Linked DNA regions of Rattus norvegicus: region 2 is linked to region 1. The links are chromatin contacts, called in public Hi-C maps. All regions are on one chromosome and are shown on one strand. The core of a region is the stretch at or near the end of the contact, and the rest is flanking DNA. Distances in the headings are between cores, read along the strand shown. Region 1 overlaps Rad51b (RAD51 paralog B). Region 2 has its middle 27 kb from the start of Zfp36l1.

Evidence for each region. A called contact is a pair of places that touch in the nucleus more often than the background predicts.
Region 2: a Hi-C map of liver shows a contact between it and region 1, with 7 times the contacts expected there. The contact joins two enhancer-like sites. A contact is called at or near these places in 9 of 12 Hi-C or Micro-C datasets (the Rat2 cell line, Schwann cells, frontal cortex and 4 more) and 1 of 1 datasets of contacts at active chromatin or transcription factors (oligodendrocytes).

The regions. Positions count from the first base shown.
Region 1 is chr6:103,893,247-103,900,189 of GRCr8, forward strand. All of the region lies in intron 7 of Rad51b (RAD51 paralog B), which reads left to right. Among named protein-coding and RNA genes, the nearest start is that of Rad51b, 67 kb to the left of the region's middle. Within about 2 kb of position 3,710, at least 12 of the 93 cell types and tissues checked have an H3K27ac peak or open chromatin away from gene starts, as enhancers often do. A contact at or near this core is called in liver, where this site is marked.
Region 2 is chr6:104,692,205-104,699,147 of GRCr8, forward strand. No RefSeq gene overlaps it. Among named protein-coding and RNA genes, the nearest start is that of Zfp36l1, 27 kb to the left of the region's middle. Within about 2 kb of position 3,292, at least 1 of the 93 cell types and tissues checked has an H3K27ac peak or open chromatin away from gene starts, as enhancers often do. A contact at or near this core is called in liver, where this site is marked.

The DNA of each region.
Region 1 (6,943 bases), core at 2,460-4,959:
CAGGTATTCATTGAGTGCCAGGGTTATTATATTTAACACTGTAAATTAGGAAATAAACACCATTTCAGACCCTTAAATGCATACTATTTTCTAAAGAACAAATTTTGGAATCTTTAAAGAACAGAAAATTTAAAAATAGGTAGAGGTGGTTTTTTGTTTTGTTTTGTTTTGTTTTGTTTCTCTTATATCCCATTCAGGCTGGCCTTGAACTTGCTGTGCTGATCCCCCTTCCCCTCCCTTCCAAGTGTTGGGATGCAGTTCCAGTCCTGTGCCATGCTGTGAACTGGGGCAGTAAGAAAAGAATGGCTGTTTTCTCCTTTTGTGGCACAGGCAAGAGATACTGTTAGAAATGTTGCTAAGTGAAGGACAAACTAGTTCTAGCAGGAATGATGAGTCAACATCCTCAGAGACATTCCCTTACAGGTAGTCAGTATCATAGCTGCTGCTGCTGTTCCTTTCCTTTAGGTGCAAAAGAGTATTGAGACTGTCACTTAGGTTCATATTTTAATGGGCTTGGGTAGGTGGGAAAAGTGGAATGTGTCTTTGGCGTGGTGTGAGTGGTCATGTCTCCCACTAGTAACTGGGTTGCTGTGATGCGTGTGGAACTGCACACTGACATGGTGTGATCATGTCTACCCACTGGCCACTCTCTTGTTATATTTCAGGCAGCTTTTCCTGGTCCCCCTTGCCACACCTTTAGCCTGATGTCCAAACACAGTGGCAATCAGGATATGTTTAATGTTTATGTTATGTAAATAAGGATTGGATGTGGCGGGCTAGTTAGAGGCACAATGAGTGCTTCCTCCTTTTTTGCCCTAGCAGTTGACTGTTAACAGACCTTTGAAGAAGTTGTTCTTTTCCCTCAAGATCTTCCCCTCAACTTGGCCAGCGTGATGCTCAGTGTGGACTTGTGACTCTGGCTTTTCAGTTGTGCTATGTGAGAAGATACTGGCTTTGTGACTAGCCTGCGGTGTGCTGCAGTTCTTTAAAATGTACCTATTTTCAATCCTTCAGCTAGGTGTGGTGGTGTGACTACAGCTGCTCCAGGGCCTGAGGCAGGAAGGAGGATTGTGAATTTAAGACTGGCCTGGACTATATAATAAGAGCCTGCCTCAAAATCAAACATGATAGAAGAGAGGGATGGAGGATGGAAGGGAAAAAGAAGAGCGACAGATACCCTTTGATTGGAGTCTTGTGTCCTGCTTAAATTCTTCAGGCACTTTCTCCTGGACTCCTGTCCACACCCAGGAAGATATCTTAGCTTACCATTTTAGTCATGTGCTTTAAGCAGTGAAGGCATGAGTCAGGGAAGGTTACGATAATGATTTTTTGGGAGGGGGTTCCTGCAGCCTTATTTAGAGTCTGAAATGGCACTGTCAGTTTTGCTCCTTGGAGAAATTTGTAACTGAGAGAGTGTTGCATAAGGCTGACATAATTGAGGGTGTAGGGTTCCTTTAGAACACAGCCCCCAAGAGACTGTTCAGTAGAGAATGTAAAGATGCTAAGATGCTAGTGGAACTCTTTGCTGCCAAGTCACAGGGCTGTCCCTTCCAGTTTACCAGTTTGTGTATAGTCTGCTGTGTAGTGATGCTGTTCTTCAGTAACCCTACCCCCTTTTTATGGTCGTAATGTCCTGTTAGCACTTGTGGTTAAGAATAGCTCAAACTAAACTTTCATGTGTGAATGTGTGCTTGTCCGGACTAAAGGTCAGCGGTGTGTGACTAAGGAAATGGTCTGTGTTTTATCTGGTGTTATGAGGTGGTGAGATGGCTATTGTATTGATTGCAGGCTAGGGAGGTAATTGGTAAACATGGGCCTGGGGATAGGAAGAGGTGTCTTAGATAAGAAAAGCAGTGATCAAAGGATCTGTATTTGCTGTTGATCAGCTCTGACTGTGAAGCATCTGAGGCATTTGGGCTGTAAGTTGAGAGATTAGCTGAGAAACACTGACTTAGTACTCAGCCAGTTGCTATGAACTTAGAGCAAGTCAGCCACGTTCCTTGTCTTTAGGGACATAGACTTGCTGAGACTACAGAGGCAATTACTTAAAAACCATGCTGAGGTAAAGGCTTTCTCTTTTAGAATCCTGTTTCAGTATGAAGCACAGACAACAGAGAACACGGGAGAAATGGCAGCAAACTCATTTTAGGTACATGTCTGTACCCAACATGTGATATGCGTCACATTGCCCTGGGGAAGAAGCTGTAGAAATGGAGCAGACAATTGTGCGTCTGTAGTATAGAGGCTGTGTAGATCCCTTACCAGACACAAGATTCCTTAAAAGAAATCCCAATAGCTGTGGCCCAAATCAACTTTTTTAAAAGGCAAAAGTGAAATTTATGCACAAATTCAGAATACATTCCCCTGTGGGAAGATGGCTTCTGCTGCTGCTGTCGTGTCTTGTCTGCTAGGACTACTGTAGGGCAGCATCTATGCAGAGTAAGCAATAACATTCACTTCTGCATGTTCTAGTCACTGAGCGTAGGAGACCAGTGTCTGATGGGGTTGGCTGCTTGGTGAGGGTCCCCTCTTGGTGATCGTGCTCTGATGTGTCTGTTCCCAGCATGGCATTTCCACCTTTGAGACCTAATCTAGCTAGGGACCTTTCAAAACTTCATAGACAAATACCATCATCCCAGGGACTAGGGTTTCAACAGAGAATTTTGGGAGAGATGTAAAATTTTAGTCCACAGCAAATTACCAGATTAGAAATATTCTGCCCACCTCCATCTTCCTTTGTCATGGCTGAGAATTATACCTAGGGTCCTGGACATGTCAGGCAAGTATTCTGCCACTGAGTTACATTACTAGTTTTTCAGACAGGAAAAATGCAAATTAAAAAAAATAGTTGGCAGGTTCATAGGCATGCATTCCATAGCTATACCTTATAACCTACACAGTGTGTATATGTGTGTGTATGTGTGTGTGTTCTTTTGCATTTATCAAATGTTTTATTTTTTTGAAGCCATGATATTTTGCTAGTTGAATATATTCCAACTTGGATTTTTTCAGAGCTTTTGCTTTTGCTAAGTTGCAGGAGAGAATACTGAAGACTCTGGCTTAGCCAAACTATTGTCTCCTATCTTCCCACTTTTTATAGCCATTCACTTTTTTACTGTAAAAGTTACAGTCATGCTTGCCTAGCAAGCGTAAGGCCCTGGGTTCGGTCCCCAGCTCCGAAAAAAAAAGTTACAGTCAGTGAAGGAAACTTAATAAAAACTTAAGTATGGAAAGTAGAAAGAGATGGGTAGACTAACAAAAGGAGGGTTGTGCCTCCCACTGTAATCTCGGAAACGCAACAACATTGATGTGGAACTCACTCTCCCATGGTCTGTATCCTGTGCGTTTGCCCCCAAATTTCCATGTACCCCACTCAGACCCAGCTTCCAGGTCAAAAGCATTCTAGCTGGTCTGCCCCCAAGCCCAGACATTTAAGTATTCATTACCTCAGCGAGTGCATGTGTATCTGTACGTAATGATGTTTGTGCTTGTCTACTTAGGGCTTTTGAAATCTTTGCAGTTTTAGACTAACGGCAAACCCCCAGCCAAACAGAAAAGTATGATTTCCCCTTTTATCTGTGTCCCGTGTTATACAGATGTTCCCTGAAAATAGCAACAGTTTTCTGGGAAAGGTCCTGACAGAGTCTGTTCTCACCCTTTACCCTGGCTCTCCGATTCATGTTTCCTTCTTCCAGTGTGGTCATGTGCTTGCCCGAGCCTGGCTCATGAACCGTGTAGGATATTCGTGGGGTTTTGTTTTTTAAGCCATACACTGTGCACATGATGCAGTATTTAATTTGGAACGAGCTCCAAGTTTAGACACACGTGCTTCTTGTGGTGTTTATCTTGGAGTCCACAAGTAGGAGGAAAGTATTTTTGCATTTTATACATCTGGACACTGTTCATGGTCTTTCTGTGACTTGGGAATTGTGTGTGGGGCAAAATCCAAGGAACAGTATTAAAATAACATGGAGTCATAATGAGGTCCGAGTGCAGCCCCTTGATGAGTATTCTTCTGATCCCAGCAGAGTTTGACTTTGGATGTGGTGAACTTTTTCAGCTGTGTGGTTCACTGGTGGCCTGAGCAGATTGGTGGACTATAAATTACCTGACACCCTCCCGTTCACTTCATGTGCTGCTAGACATGAAGTCTAAAAGTCTTTGACAAATTTGGCTCTTTAAGGGGAATAATTTGACTTGATTTTGTGTGGGGCAAGATAGGCAAAGGGAGCACTGCTCAGTGCTGCTCTGCCTGCTAATCCACTGCACTTTATGAGATCTTTTAGTTTCTCGCCATTGTTCTTCTGCTCCTCCCTCAGTCCATGCATCCAGAACTATAATGATCCCTAGACCATCTCGGGCTGTGGGTGAGGGTTGAGGGCGATGTCAGTGATGGTGGTGTCCATTGTGTCTGCTAACCTTATGATCTCACACAAGAAGTTGTCATTTAAAACAGGGTGAATGTGATGTGGTACAGTGCCACCTTTTGGATGGGGGTCTGCTAGAATGGGGCAGGTGAGAGAGGCATTTAGAATGTTGCTGCTCTGAGGAAGATTGCATAAGGACAGTGTTGCTTCCTTGTCAGCCTGGTTTTCTTTAATTTTCACATTTCTCCTATAATGTAATGGCAGATATAAGCTGGGGAGGCAGGATAAAGCTTCAAGTGGACTTGCCCTTGAGTGAAAGAGGGCGGGCAAGTGTTGTTTTCTGTGCTGTCCATCATTTGGGTGTAAAACTGTTTGGATCTTTACTTTCTATAGAAGGGCTGTTTGCCTTTTTTCTTTCAATGCACTAAAGGGAAGAAAATCTAATAAAGTAACTGAATCTACTGGTTATCATTCCTGCAGAATTTTCAAGTGTGTTTAATAGTGGTCTCTCATATAACTATAAAGAAATAAATAATTGGAGAGGAAAGGTCAAAATTGTGTTGTAGTTTGAGAACCAGAAGAGTCTGGGGATGTTTGAGTGATTGGGTAAATTGCTCAGCTGGGAGCTGTTTCTTTTTGCTGCCTTTTGGGCCTTTCCTTTGGGACACTCCCCCCACCCCCTTACTTTTGTAATGCATTTTGCAACCTTCAGTTAGAAAATAGCCATCAGAATTTAACCGCTAGTAAATAAACACATTCTAGTTCTATGATGGGAATCACTAAGTAGCAGAGAACGGTCTGGCTTCATTTGAAGAGAAAGATTCATGGTAGTCATGGTAGTAACTCCGAGAGTTGACACCAGAATCATGTTTGTTTGGCGTGTTAATGAGTCTAAGAGGAAATGGTGAAATCTGCTGATGACACCAAATTGTTTTGCTTGATCCTAACATGAGGTTTCTGGGAAGCTGCTTTGTAGTATTAGAAATAGTGGAAGGATTGGGCAATTTGGGGCAGACATGCTGAACTCGAAGTGATGGTTTTTGTGGAGCAGCCAGGGTACACCAATGAAGTTGCAGAGCCTTGCCCTCTTGAGGGAACTGCTCTCTCCAGAATGTGAAGACTGGGACAAAGAACATTCTGGTTAGAAGCAACAGTGATGTAAAAATATGGCATTTGAGTGTCTTTTGGACACTCAGGTCAGTCGTAGTATATAGGAGTGGGTGTTATTTCCCTTCAAAACAACCATGGGATATTGTGTGCTTACTTTCTACACATGCTTGCTTTTTTGATGGGCAGGTCTAGCCCTTCCTATAACCTTTTAAGTATTTCCTGTGGTTTGTAGATTATTCTTCATTTTTAAATAGCCGGCTGTCTTTTAGAATCTCAGTGACAGACTTAAAATGTAAACGAGATATAAAGTAGTACAGGGAATCGATTGCCTCCAGGACTAATTCTCAAGGAAATGCCATGAGATATTGCAAGGATGTTTGTACAGCAGTAGTAGAATAAGTTCTTCACTGATACAGCTCACAAATGTGACTCATTGGGCTGTGTACATTACAAAGGCCTGTTAACACACCCACCCTGTGATAGGCTATTGATTCATGGGACTGAAACCAGTGCATTGTACGAGCCAAGAACACATTACCACTGAGCCTTAACCCTGGCTCCACACGTCACACCTCTTTCACACTCCCCTTCTCCCTTTTCAAGCATTATTAGAAGAATCGGGACATTGTATACTACTTAGAGGGTCTCAGTACACTGGTGCCTAGAAACGAAAAAGGTTCTGGGAGTTGAAAACATAAGACAGCACTGTCACAGGCACTGTGGGCTGGCAGGCTGTAGGTATCCTCACATTAGGAAAGGATTTGTGTGGTCGTAAACAACTGAATGAAACACAGGAACAGGAGTCAAGAGGGCTGAGGGGGAGGAGAGCTTTCAGGCTCTGTGGTGGTGCCTTTGTTTTATCTAAGCAGGGAGAAGATGGGGCTGGCTCTACCTCCTGGAGTTGGAATCCCTGGAGTAATTTTGGAAAACCACTACAGAGAGTCAGGTATCTAGAGGGCCAGAAAAGGACTTGTATACAGAACAGGAAGACTTCATTCCTTCCATACTCTTCTGAGATTATTATAAAAAAATTAAAGTTTTCCATTTACCAATTGTATACGTTCCTGTTTCAAAAGCCATAAAGTCCTTTAAATGTTTTAATTTTGTGACACCCTTGTATTTTCACAGTTCTCGGTCTTTAAACACTTCAAATTGAAAAATCAGGAGAACCTTTACCCAAAAGTAGAGGAATTCTTTTGTGAGTAATATCCTGACTAAATAGCCCAAGCCAACCCACCCTCCCCAACACACCCTCCCCTTCCCCCCAACCTCCATGGGTCTAAATGCAAGGCCTCAGACTAGTTCTATCAGATTCATTGGAGGCCACTTGTTAAAAACAAAGATCTCATATTCTAGGGCTGGTGATGTAGCTCAGTGGTAGAGCTCTTGCCTAGCATGTACTAGGTCAGTGTAGAGCTCTTGCCTAGCATGTACTAGGTCAGTGTAGAGCTCTTGCCTAGCATGTA
Region 2 (6,943 bases), core at 2,042-4,541, 800 kb after region 1:
TCGTGTCCAGGAATAAGGCCACTTCGGTATGGAGATGCCGGCTCCCTCATCTCTGAGGTCACTTCTCAGCACATGTTCCCAAATGTGGGCGAGGTGGTCTAGTCACCGTGTTCCAGGCAAGGCCACAGTGTGGTTGCAAAGACTACGTTCTGAGGAATTCCAGCCCTTGACACCCAATGGCCTTAACACCTCTGGGGCCCCAAACTCTTCCTCACATCTTGTCCAAAGGGCTGGAGCCTGCGAAGCAGACTAGGGAAGGAGTTCTGTTCCCAAAGCAAGAAGCCTGGGCAGTGCAGTCAGGGCCACCAGCAGAGGGATCATCGGGCGCACACGAAGACCCTCTTCATGCCTAGAGCCTTATAGTCTCTACCTCAGAGAGCTCGATTCCCAGGGCAGAAGTGGGTGCTGTGCCAGGGAGCAGGAAGTGGGGGTTCCCAACAGGCAACACGATGCTGAGCTCAGCATCTTTCACACTGGCAGTTCTGGGTACCACCCCACGTGGGGTGACCCTCACCTCAGAGAACAGGATCTGTCATATCAAGAAGGCTAAGGCATGAGTGGCCCTGACAACACCCAAGTCCAGTACAGGTGGAGGCCACAAGACCTAGAATGCCTAGGTGCCTGGGATGTCTATTTGGCAGTGCCCAGACAAGAGAGTTTATACTAATCCATGTATCCTGTTCAGGACATGTCTCTGCCTGGTATCTGGGGTTTCATTCATTCATTCATTCATTCATTCATTCATTCAACGCAAGCCACTCTGCTGGGCAACAAGGATTTAAAGGTTGAACACAATAACAAATACAGAGTCCCTATGCTCTAAAGAGCTTAAAACAGAGAGCAAGGCTGGGTTGTAATTCTAGGAGAACACTTACACAGTACGTGGAAACCTGGGTTTGACCCTCAAGACTGCAAAAAGAATTAGCTAATTATTACTGTGGCATGAGGACCAAAGCAGCAATGGCCACATACCAGCGGCAAGGCTGAGGTGGTACCCAACCTGTGGGCAGCTAGAGAGTGGAGATACTCAGGCGCATCCCACATCCCCCATCTTTCCATCTCCACCAAAGTGGACTTCCTGGCAGAGCAGGCCAATAGCATGAGCCTGCACCCTACCCTACGCCTGTATCTGGAAGGTAGGCTACCCTGTCAAGGAAACAGAGACGGGAAGGGGATAACGCTCTGCACCCACCAGGGCCTCAGGGCATCACCCCAGGAGCAGTGTGGGATGCTGGGCTGAACAGAATGGCAGGGGCTTTCTCAAGGTTGGACATAGTCACCGTTCCCTTGTAACAAAGCACTGCCTGGCTTCTAGGGGTGTATTTCTTCAACTACTAAAATTTTACCAATGACTTTCCCAAGGCCACAGGGCTAGTATGCAAAGGATTTGCAGTTTGGTCTGACTCGCCCCAGAATTTAACATACACACATTCCCCCAAGCAAACCAACATTTGTTTTTCTAAAGGAGCTCACAATGGGTCCCTGTGTACTTCTAGACGACTGCCTGCCAAGGAATGAGAGGCAAAATCATCAGAGTTCCCACCCCAGCCATGCTCCAGCCTCTCTCCCTATTCCGGCTGGTCTCGGTCCACCTGTCCACAGACAGGAAGTCCCTCCTGCCTCCAGGAAACTCAGAGAGGGAGCTGGAGGGAGCTGTCTCCACTAGGTCAACGTGGGTTCACTGGGGCCCGGAGAAGGAAGAGAACTGAATGGGGAGTCTGGGTCCTGGTGGTCAACGGGCCTCAGCTAGAACTGAAATGAACTCTTCAAGCCTCTTCAACCTCCCGGCGCTGTCCTGGGGGAACTGCCACAGCAGAGCCGAGGGAGCAAGCCAGATCTTGCTCCAGCTACCTTGACTGACCAGAGGAAACCCCGAGTTCCCTCCAGGGAACCTGGCCGAGGGAAGGGGGTGCGTGGGAAGGTGAGTAATTACTGTCTTCCACTTCAGGGCTGGGGTGGGGCCACCTGCCTGGGGAATATGGGCTTGTTGTTCAGCAGCGATGAGCACCTGCCTATCCCAGGGACACCAAGGGTCAGGCAGGGTGACAGGTAGGCCCCTCGTAAAGCCAGGACATCGTCTCTGAGAGCCCACTAACCTCGGCTTCGTTCTCTGGCTCCCCACTGAAACATTTCATATACACGTGGGCCCATGGCTGTATGGTCAGTCGGGATGTGCGTTTGGCACCTCTGACTCTTAACAGTTTCGTCTTTGATCTCCACTTAGAGCTTCTCTGTTGACTGTGACCAACATCAGGGTCAGCAATGGAGACGCTGCCTGAGGGAGGGAGGGAGGAGTTACATGAACTTTCCCCTAGTACCGGAGTAGATGAGTGAGTGGTGGAGTGGGCCACTGAGTGGCAGAGTAGACCAGTGAGTGGCAGAGTGGACCAGTAAGTGGCAGAGTGGACCACTGAGTGGCAGAGTAGACCAGTGAGTGGCAGAGTGGACCAGTAAGTGGCAGAGTGGACCACTGAGTGGCAGAGTAGACCAGTGAGTGGCAGAGTGGACCAGTAAGTGGCAGAGTGGACCACTGAGTGGCAGAGTGGGCCAGTGAGTGGCAGAGTGGACCAGTGAGTGGCAGAGTGGGCCACTGAATGGCAGAGTGGACCACTGAGTGGCAGAGTGGACCAGTAAGTGGCAGAGTAGACCAGTGAGTGGCAGAGTGGACCAGTAAGTGGCAGAGTGGATCACTGAGTGGCAGAGTGGACCACTGAGTGGCAGAGCGAGCCAGTGGGTGGCGGGGTACATCAGTGAGTGGGTGAGTGGGTGATTGAGTGGTTAGCTGCATCAGTGAGTGGGTGAGTGGACCAGACACTGGATGAGTACATTGGTGCGCAGAAGAGTGGTCAGTGAGTAGAAGGGTACGTCAGGGACTGCATCAGTGAATGGACAAGTGAGTGATGTCACATGGATAATAATTGAATACACGAACAAGTAGAAGCAGAGTGGAATTGTAGACACGTGACAGGTGGCTAAATGGCTCAGCTAGACACAGAAACAATGGCTACTCTGTCAAATGGCCTTTGGGGGAGATATAAGAGGGAATGTGGCTTCTGAGACCAGGTTCCAGGCTTATCCAGAAGAGTGGCCAAATCTCCCTCCCTATAAAGAAGCCTTCAGGAAAACAGATCCTGGAGGCCCCAGAACCCTGTATAGTACTATGAACCCTCAATGACTGGCTGGGTCAATCAATCATTGACAGGCCTTTGAGAGATCCATTGCTTAAGAGGACCCTGGGATTGACCTGCTGACCCCAGCAGGGCAGAAAAGAGGAATGAAAGATCCATTGGAGGCAGAGGACTGGGTTCAGTGAGTAGTGGTCAGTGCCCCAGCCCTGTTTACCTAAGAGAGAGGATACAAGGTGGCATAGAAATGGCTCACGCAGGGATCACTGTTAAGACCAGGGAGAGCCACCAGGTCTCTCCTTTCTGAGTTAAGGTCCCACTTAGGATCTAGACTTGGGGATAAAGAAGACTGGCCCAGCCCTAGGTATGGAGAAAATGTGAGTGAGAAGGAAGCCATTGGTCAAATGTAGTTCTGTATATCAGAAACCTGGGGAGACAGGTAATTAGGGCCCCGAGTCCACCCCTACTACCTTCTGTGAAGAACAAGGGAAGAGTAACCTGACTACCTCAGGGTTGGCTGTGAAGGAACACAGAGAAACCCATTCGCCCTCCATCTAGCATCCAACTCTCTGGGAGAAACTGAGACAAGCCTGTACTGGCTGGCCAGTGGGTCTCTGAAACACAAGCTCCAGATTCTGATGAACTCTGAGACAGAGGTTAAGGAGAGAATCCTAGCGGTAGTGAAAATGTCTTCTGTCCACACTTCTAGACTCTTCAGCTAGGCTAGACATTAAAGTAACGGGAGACAAGTCATATCCCATCTAATGTCTGCACATAGTCACACAGAATATGAGACTTGAACAAAAGTCACATGACGTGAGCCTGCATGGCTAACTAAGCTCCAGAGAAGAATAAGCATTTGGGGTGTCTGGGCGACGGCCAACACCCTGCAGGAGGCAGAGCAGATCTGCAGCCTGAGTAGCCCTTATCTTGTTAGAAAGAATGTCTCTCTGGCCCTAAAAGTCTGGAGCAACCCCTTCTATGGTAACTGCCAATGTATTTCCTTTACGGTCAACAATTTCTTTTACGAAAGAGCAGGTTCTCTGAGTCACTCCTGTGCCTGATAAGTAGGTCAAATTATGCCAGAGAAATATTTTTGGGGGTGGTATATTCTGGTCTCCTACCCCTCATGCTTTGAGTGAAGTGTCAGGGCCACAGAATCCTTGGCCCAGGTGTAGCCTGGCCCATTCTTTCCAGTAGCTTCTTGTTGGGACATAGGGTATCATCCAGTAGGGGAACAAAGGGTCTGAGGGGAACTAGCAGTGTGGGGTACACAGAAGTCTGATTGACAGGCAATACCCTCTCCTGTGCACTGATGTTCTGCTTGTGCTGCCTAATATGGAGAAAACCTCAAAAGGGACCACCGAGGAACAGCTCCCAATCCTGAGCTGGGTCCAGGAAAGCCACCGACCGCAAAAAGTCTGCTCACCCTGCCCTGGAACCAACTGAGCAGGCTCATTAATCTTTTATTCTCAAATAAAGACTTTCTGGTGTCTAGCATCCTTTCTGGAAAATGCCACAGAGGCCAGTTTATGCTTGAGGCAAGGCAATTCTGCAGAGCAATCTTTAAGGAAAGATGCCTTTCCGGCTAGCAGGGACCCTGGGAAGCGGCGCGCGCCCTCTAGTGGTCACTTTCCACACGGGCTGAGCAGAGCGTCCCTATCCACACTTCCGGTAAGGTGGTGGGTTAGAGGCTCTGCCTGTGCGTGTTGGATGGGGTGAATTAAGAAAGCAAAGCATACCCTGGGTTCGGTCCCCAGCTCCGAAAAAAAGAACCAAAAAAAAGAAAGAAAGAAAGAAAGAAAGAAAGAAAGAAAGAAAGAAAGAAAGAAAGAAAGAAAGAAAGAAAGAAAGAAAGAAAGAAAGAAAGAAAGCAAAGCAAAGCATAGACTTCACTCAGAGATATAAAGAGCAGAGAGCATCAACTATCACCGGCGTGATAGGACAGCCGAGAAAGGCAGAAGGCATCTCTAGTCATGCTCCACACCTCTTAGTACAGCACAGACTGGACTCGGTGGGTTTATGTTTTAAGTTGTGAGAGTATGGAGACTGGAATGTGGATCTTGGAGGAGTTAGGAGGAGGAATGGAGGGTAAGTATTGTCAAAACACAAAAAGCACATGTATGCATGTACTCAATTCTCAAACAATTAATAAAACAAATAACATTAAGATTTCTCAACAGAAGTCCTCAGCCAGGAAAGCTTGAAATGGCATATTTCAAGACCTCAAAAGCAATAACCATCAACCCGGATTGCTAGTTCAAGAAAAGTTATGTTTAAAATTGTCAGGGAAAAAAAAGAAGAAGAAAAAATAGTAATTAATAGAAAAAAAACAAAAACAAAACAAAAACAAAAAACCTGCCAGAAATCAGAGCACTTTGAGACAAGCCCAAACTGAAGTAAGTCAGGAGCTTGAAGCCAGCATTGCAGAAGGTCCACCAAGGAACTTTGAAAACAGAATAGGGATAAAGATAGTTTCGGTTATGAACACTCAAGAATCAATTCCGGGCGAGCACAGAAAACAACACAGGTGAGCACAGAACTGTGAAACAACCTGTCATGCCCAACACAGTAAACCGCCAGACTCCTACGACAAATAAGAGGAAAAGAAACAAGCCAGCAGACCAACCAACCAGAACACATAGAATCCAAGCAATTAACAAGCCCCTGTCTATAATAATCCTAAATAGAATGATCTTAATTCTCCAGTTAAAAGATGCTAACCAGGGGCCGGAGAGATGGCTCAGTGGTTAGGAGGACTCACTGCTTGCTCTTCCAGAGGTCCTGAGTTCAATTCCCAGCAACCATATGGCGACTGACAACCATCTGTAATGGGATCCGATGCCCTCTTCTGGTGCGTCTGAAGAGAGCAACTCACATACATAAAGGAATGAAATGCAGACTAGCTCGGAGGTTTCAATACTCAGTTCTCTGTTCTCACCAAGAAACACACCTCACTGGCAGAGAAACAGAGCAAAAGGATAGAAGTTAATTTCCCTAGTAAATGGAAGGTTTTGAAAAATGCTGGCAGAGCCATTCTGTGGCCTGACAGAGTCCACAGAAAGCCATATTAGTGCAAGGATAAAGAAGGCCACTACCCATCAATAAAGAGAATGATCAGCACGGGCCCCCACATTTCCTGAAAACAAACACTAGCAGGAATAAAGGGGCCAATGGATCTTAGAATAACAACAGTGGGTGACCTTAGTTCTTCATTCCCACCAATAAATACCAGCTAAGATGTCTATAGATGCAATAGTGTCAAGTCTGTTATACGGTAACCAACTGCTTTCTGATTGGATCTGATGCCCAATTCACAGATGGTGCTGTAAGCCTAGTCAAAACCCCTTGGCTGTGGAGGTGTGGAGGTGTGAGGTCAGACAATGCTCCCACCAATTGGATTATTAAGTGAAAATCTCAATGCCAGGTGTGGGAACCACACCCCTCACAAGTTATTGGTCAGTATGCCATTTACTGTTTGGTTGTTGTGGTATTTTACACAGGCAACTTAAGGAAGAGTTTATTTTGGCTTCCAGTTCTTGGGGCTCGGTGTCCATAATGGCTGGGAAGGCATGGCAGTAGCATGAGAAAGCTGAGAGCTCGTATCTCCCCATACACAGGAAACAGAATAAATCAAAAACAGGACGAGGCTATAAACTGTCAAAGTCCCAGCCCGGGTGACATGCTTCCTTCAGCAAGGCTCCTCTCGTAAATGTTCCACAGCTGATCCAAATAGCACTACCAACAGGGGACCAAGTGTTTAAGTGCATACACCCATGGGGACATTTCTCCTTGAAACCACTAGTCAGGTAGGCCCC